Regions from separate parts of the Mus musculus genome. Here region 2 is linked to region 1. Evidence: chromatin contacts called from public Hi-C data. All regions are on one chromosome and are shown on one strand. Each heading gives the region's core, a stretch centred on a gene start, on an enhancer-like site or on the middle of the called end of the contact. The rest is flanking DNA. Distances are from core to core; before and after follow the strand shown.

The links. A called contact is a pair of places that touch in the nucleus more often than the background predicts.
Region 2: a Hi-C map of uterus shows a contact between it and region 1, with 2.6 times the contacts expected there. The contact joins two enhancer-like sites. A contact is called at or near these places in 2 of 484 Hi-C or Micro-C datasets (both in uterus), 1 of 115 datasets of contacts at active chromatin or transcription factors (embryonic stem cells) and 1 of 9 other capture datasets (embryonic stem cells).

What each region holds. Positions count from the first base shown.
Region 1 is chr8:8,257,116-8,260,266 of GRCm38.p6, reverse strand. No RefSeq gene overlaps it. Among named protein-coding and RNA genes, the nearest start is that of Gm31401, 180 kb to the right of the region's middle. Within about 2 kb of position 1,591, at least 20 of the 459 cell types and tissues checked have an H3K27ac peak or open chromatin away from gene starts, as enhancers often do. A contact at or near this core is called in uterus, where this site is marked.
Region 2 is chr8:8,554,644-8,557,794 of GRCm38.p6, reverse strand. No RefSeq gene overlaps it. Among named protein-coding and RNA genes, the nearest start is that of Gm31463, 20 kb to the left of the region's middle. Within about 2 kb of position 1,469, at least 30 of the 459 cell types and tissues checked have an H3K27ac peak or open chromatin away from gene starts, as enhancers often do. A contact at or near this core is called in uterus, where this site is marked.

The sequences.
Region 1 (3,151 bases), core at 342-2,841:
AATAAAGAGATAAGATGTTGTCCTAGAGAAGCTTACACTGTGCAAAACTGATTCTCAGTGTAGGTGATGGTTCCAGGAGTGTCTGATCATAGCTACTGTTTTAGTAGTTATAAAAGGCAAGTGGGGAATTATACAGATATCAGTTCAATAGAGATCAGGCATGTTGTAAAATATAGCAATGTGTGCAGGTCAGCGCTCATATCTGTAAGGAACCATCTGGTTTAGATGCCAACAATGTTGAGACTGAGAAATACTGGCCTAATGGGAGTGTATTAACCATGCCTGAATTTTAGTAGCAGAAGCACTTAGCCACAGCTGAAGTGCCCTGTGCTCTTATGGCCCAGAGAAGGCACCATCTGACATTAACAATGGTGGGTGCAGCCGGGGCTATGTGCGAGCAGATTCCTGAACAAAGATTTTCTTAACTGAACTTTGACTTCTGATAACCTTACAGATAAAAGGAGGCAGGTTTGTTTCACGTGCAAAGACTTGAAAGCAAGCCATCTTTCAGAATAACTGGGGTAGGACACAGAACCACCAGCACTTAGAACATGGTGGGCAGGTTTGATGCCAGTGAGTGACAGAGTGACCCATAATGGGCAGTGAAGAGATGTGATCATACTGAGTCCCCAGGCTTTGCACAGGGGCACGGAGAAAGATTGAACCTTGAACTGAGAACCAGGGCATTGCCTTCAGCAGGTAACTTGATGGGTGGTGGAGGGGTAGAAGTTTTGATGAGACTTAGGAGGCAACAAGGACAACATTTAGACACAACTTCACTGGAATAAGTGAAGCAGAGGGGTTGGAATCAGCACTGAGCTAACCTAAGACACAGAGTAGACTCTGTTCCATTTCGTGGGGTGAGTTGATTCTAAAAGTTTGGATCTGGTGGTGCTGTCTGTGGACTTCAAGGCCAGGAATAAAGAGGAACCAGAAGGGACTCAGTGATTGTTTAGAGTGCCCAAAGTCAACCGAATAAATCCAGAAGAAAAAGACCCAAAGGTCAGGCTCGAGAGCACACCAACTTGAGGTGTGGCATGTATCGATATACAAAGGAAGTTGAGGATGGACCAGAACAGTGGAGGAAAGTGTCATGTCAGTGGGTCTGGTCAGGGACGCCTCAGGGTTCAGATTTTGATAAGGGTCAAGGATATATGGAAGGCGGCTTGCATAGGGTCCCCTGGATGGAGCTACACAGAGGTGGCTGCATGTAGGAGAGACCAGGTGTGGTAGAGCAAGTCAGGTGAGACTAGAAAAGAGTCTGGGAGGTAGTGACTGTGTCCCCGTAGAGTAGTCCTCTGAGAATCACGTCCAACAATGAAAACAGCCGAAAACTGCTGACAAAAATACAGCCATGCGGCTTGCAGCTGGGATTAAAGTGGACATGCTTATCTGCTGAGCATGCATGGCCAGCAGGGTTTTAGGATCCCCTTTGATTTTTAATGATTGTTGATATTGTCATTTTTGAGATTATAATTGTCACTAAGGCTGGGTTGAACCATCAACCTCCGCTAGACATAATACTATGAGCATGAAAGGATGTAATGTTGATTGAAAACATTCAACGTCTCAGTTTCTTTATAACAAAAGGGACATTCCTTTTAGATTAGATGAACCTCGGGTGGGAAAAGTCGTTCATGGTCACAGACAAGCAGCTGCTCCAAGTGTGGCTATGGCTTGTTTTGCATCGGTGGGGGGAACGGGAGAACAAAGAGGCGAGCTCTGAATTGCACTGCAGGCGGCAGATAGAAAGGACAGTTGTTTTAAGACCAGCAAATGAACAGAATGAAAGGCAGAAGCTGAGCCCGGACAGGAACTTCCTGCCTTGGCATGCGGAAGACCTTTAACTGTGAGTGTTTGGTCCACTGTGAGAATGTGCTCATGCACCAGCTTGTGCTAAGGCCCCCCTCACCTAAAACACGACAGCAAAGGCAACAGGTTTCACAGCCACACGCTCCAAGTGCAGATGTTCAGCATAGCCTGTGTGACCCTTTGCAGTGCAGGTCTTTGATAACCAACCCTCCTGTAAAATTAGACAGCTTATTATGTGTGCTGACTCGCTCATAGTTTTTTTGACTGACTTTTTTTTTTTTTTTAGATTCTAATTATTAAGCACATTGTTCTCTGTGACCCCAGTCTCTTTCCAAACTTAGCTGGAGCCAAACAAGAAATAAGACACAGAGTGGCCAAACTGTGTGTTGCTCATAATCAAAATGATCCAAGTTGAACACAGAATGGTGGGAAGAGCTGCAAGTGGGAATATACATAAGGTAAAATAAATGAACACATTGGTATTTTTAATTTAATAGTTTAACTAAGAGCTTATAGTGAATAAAACAGGTAACCATGAAAAATTCCAATCAACTCCCATTAAAACCTTCTAGAGAATTCTTTTTTTTTTTTTTGTATAAGATTTAAATATTCTAAAGAAATAGTAAATCCAGGACTTTAGACTGTATCCAGTAGCAGATTCACGGGGTATTCTGTATATCTTTTCTCTTAATAAGTTATATTTCCATGGCAAGTCAATATTTGCTTCAGGAGAGTAGTACAATATATAGATCAAAACTAATGTTTGACTGTTTCTTCTGAATGAGGGATGAAGGTTGATAATTTTGCCAAGTGTTATTGTAGAGATATTTCAGAGACTGTGTCTGTGTTCTGGTGGAGGGTGAGAACACTGCTATGGATTTGTCATCCTCCTTAGTTGGAAAATGATTATCTTCAAGTGTCGATTTTTGTTGTTGACTTAAAAATGTCTAAATATTTTGAATATAATGTTTTTATTATATATAGTTTTCTTTATATACTTAGGTTGAACCATCTGCAAATGTCCCTTTTATAGATCAAAAGCTCGTATAGCAATTTCAGTCAGTTCAAACTTATATGGAAACTACGTTCATTTAGTGGTTTACGTCTTAATTCATTGAAATCTTAAATTCTGACAGGTAAAACAAAGTAGGGGGCTGGTATGAGTGCTCCCGGGCTGGTGTGAGTGCTCCCGGGCTGGTGTGAGTGCTCCTGGGACCATGGGCACACTTTCACAAAAGAATGATTTGTTTGTTTGTTTGTTATAGATACTCTAAAGTGCTTGAAGAATTTGTGCTGATTATTCTTAGTCTCTTCACCAGTGGGTGATTTTTGGAGGTAA
Region 2 (3,151 bases), core at 220-2,719, 300 kb before region 1:
GCTTCTGTGTCATCACCTCCGTGTAACCTAGGATATATGAGGCCTCAAGAAAGCTGCTTTTTAATGTATATAACTACATTTAGAAGGCAAAATGGACCAACTCAACTATTCCAACAAGTGGGTTTTCAGCATGTTGGATTAGACTAGGTGACACGGCCCTCAGAACAAGCCCAGGCATGTTTCTGGCTTCCGATAATAAACTTGATGATCCCTCATGGGTGTGTGTGTCCTTCTGTGTCCCAGGCAAGGAACACAGCAAGCTCTGTACTCAGGGGGAAAAGATCTCTTTTGAGCTTGGACATATACCTCCATTCAGAGGTTGCTTAGAAATGGATGTACCCCTCTTTGCTAGCAGACATGGTCGCCAGGTGTTTCCATTTTCCTTCATTACACAGTAAAAGAGTAAAAGGTACAGAAGTATTTACTTGTTCGTGGCAACATCGTTTATCTTACAGAACCTCAACAGCAGTCGGCTAGCAGGATATTTAGATGAAACAGAAGATGGGAAATCTGAAAAGACATTCGCAGTTGGACACAGTTTTGTTAGTTTGCTCCTGAGGAATGTTTGCAACCTTTTCAGTTTCTCAACTTGGTTAAAAGCATCCAGAGGGTTCTGAGGCCAGGGCTGTTCACTGCATCCCTAGCACATGGGATGTGGTGCTGCAGGCACAGTGATCATGCACGGAGAGAAAGGAAAGTTAAAATGAACACATTGCCTTAGAAAATGGACTCTGCTTTTCTGCAGGTCTCCTAGTGGGCTGAAATGCTAGAGGTGGCTTTTCCTCTTTAGAAGGCTGAGAAAGGTTCATTTTGTGTAACTGTTGCCAAAAACCCAGCATGCCAGGGGGCTCTCTCTCAGTTCCACGAGCTGAGCTCAGCCTCACAGAGATGGAGGGACAGCTCTGCCTGCTGCATCCTCTATTTTTGTTTCACTAACTACATTCTATAAAGACACATCATAATGGCAACATAACAGCAGCTTTATGCTCCAACATAATGATTAAAGAATATCAATAATGCAGGCCCCAAGCAGAGCACAGACAGGACCATTTCCTTCTCAGTCTGGAGGAAGCTGAAAGGAGCCATCGATGAAGCCTACGGTCCATCAGCCTCGAAATCAATAGAATGAGCCACTGCACACACAGCACAACCCATTCAAACCATCCTGGCCTTTTTGCCATCTCCAGGAGTAGGGAATCCATCTTCCCAAATAGACTTTGATTTTAGAGCATTTTTTAGGGTACCAGACAACAAAAAACCCTGTTTGCTCTACTGCTTGCAATAGTGGAACAGTCATGAAGAGGTTAGGCATTTGAAGTTTATTTTCTTGGTATGGAGCAAACCACAGAATAGATAAAACCGGTTTATGGCCTACATCTGGTTGGATCATAAAACATAAGGCGGTACAGTCAAGAATGTGCAGCTGTGAGTACTGTAAACCCTGACTCAGGGTAGCAACCTCGATAAGCACAGGGCTCGGGGCGAGGCAGCTCCCTCTTGCCTCCTTGGGTATTTACGACGTGCAGACATTGGAACAAGGGGGCTTACTAATTAATCATGCTTGTTGTTGTTATCGTTCTTTGTTTGGATTGTTTTATTTCATTCTAGATAGAGCTATCGTGCTCCCATAAAACGTCCATACTTTATTTTATATGGATGTCAGGATTCTCTTTCTTTTTAGATTTACTTTTATTTTCAATTACTCGCGCGCGCGTGCGTGCGTGTGTGTGTGTGTGTGTGTGTGTGTGTGTGTGTGTGTGTGTGTGTGTGTGTGCGTGTATGGGTATGTGCACATCAATGCAAGTTTCCAAAACATTGGCTCTCCCCAGATCCAGATCTGGAGTTATAGGTAGTTGTGAGGCATGCATTGTGGGATACTGAGAATTGAACTTGGGTTCTCTGCAAGAGCAGTACAGGCTCTTAGCCATGACTCCGGCCCCGTATACCAGGATGCTTCATAGCTGCTTTCTAGAGAAATGTGATGGTTATTCTAAGGCCTGGGGAAAGTTTAACGTGAATATTTTCATACCTGCAAGAGGGTTATTGTGTCAGTGAGTGCAGAACAGGACACTTGAGGTGTTGTGAAGAAGCTGAGGTGATAAAGAGGCTTCAGCAATTCAGTAGAAAGATCACATCTTCACTTCTGGAAAGTTATTCCCTACAGCACCAACAACAAATTGCTGCTCATCTATTTATCAGAAAAGCTGGGAGCACCAAACTAGTTTGTGAGGTTCCCACACGGCGTCTTCAGAGCTCACCACTGCCATGCTACTGACCTTTGTTTCCTTTATTGAGACAGGGTCTTACATAGCCCAGGCTGGCCTTGAACTCATTACATAGTTTAGCTTGTCCTTGAACTCTTCATCCTCTTGCATTCATCTCTCACATGCTGGGATTGCAGTGTGTACCACTGCACACAGCTTACCCTAGCCTGCATTTTTAAGAACTATCTTTCACTTGTAGTAGATGGTGGAAGTGGGGGTGTTGGAGGGTCTAAAGTAACCATGGCCTGTGATTCATGGAATGAAACACCTGGTCTGGTGGCCACCATCCTGCTTCCTGGAAGTGTGGGGTGTGGTAGGTACAGACATTAGCCATCCAGGGACCCTCTTGAACCCCTCTATTCCACCAAGGTGAGAGGAGACCATTGTGCTGTATTAAGGCACAGATGGGTATGATCTGGGGGTGTACTGGTGATAGAGGAAAGGGACATGTGGAACAGCATGGGATGGAAAGAGAGCAACCGATGCAGTAGGTATGAATATTATATGTAAACACAGTGACATTGAGCCCGTTGGAGAATGAAGACAAGGCAGTGTGGGGTGTGGTGGGGGGAGATGAGATAAAGGCAATTACCAGCAGGAATGCTATCGGTTGGAAGATGGTCCGGGAAGGCTGGCCACTTGAGCAATGATTTTTATGAGAGCAAAGGACAGAGCTATGCAGACACCTCTGTGAGAACAGCCTAGCTGGATGCACAATGGATGTAAAACCCTCCAAGTGAATGTGTGCCTGGCTACTTGGGGACAGGAAGAAAGACGATGGGGAGTGGGGATGTAGTAGCTACCTGTTCAAAGCAAACCAGGTTGGTGTATGTGAAGAGTGAAGGACCTCACAGGCATTGTAGGCACTGAGAATTTGTTCTTACTGC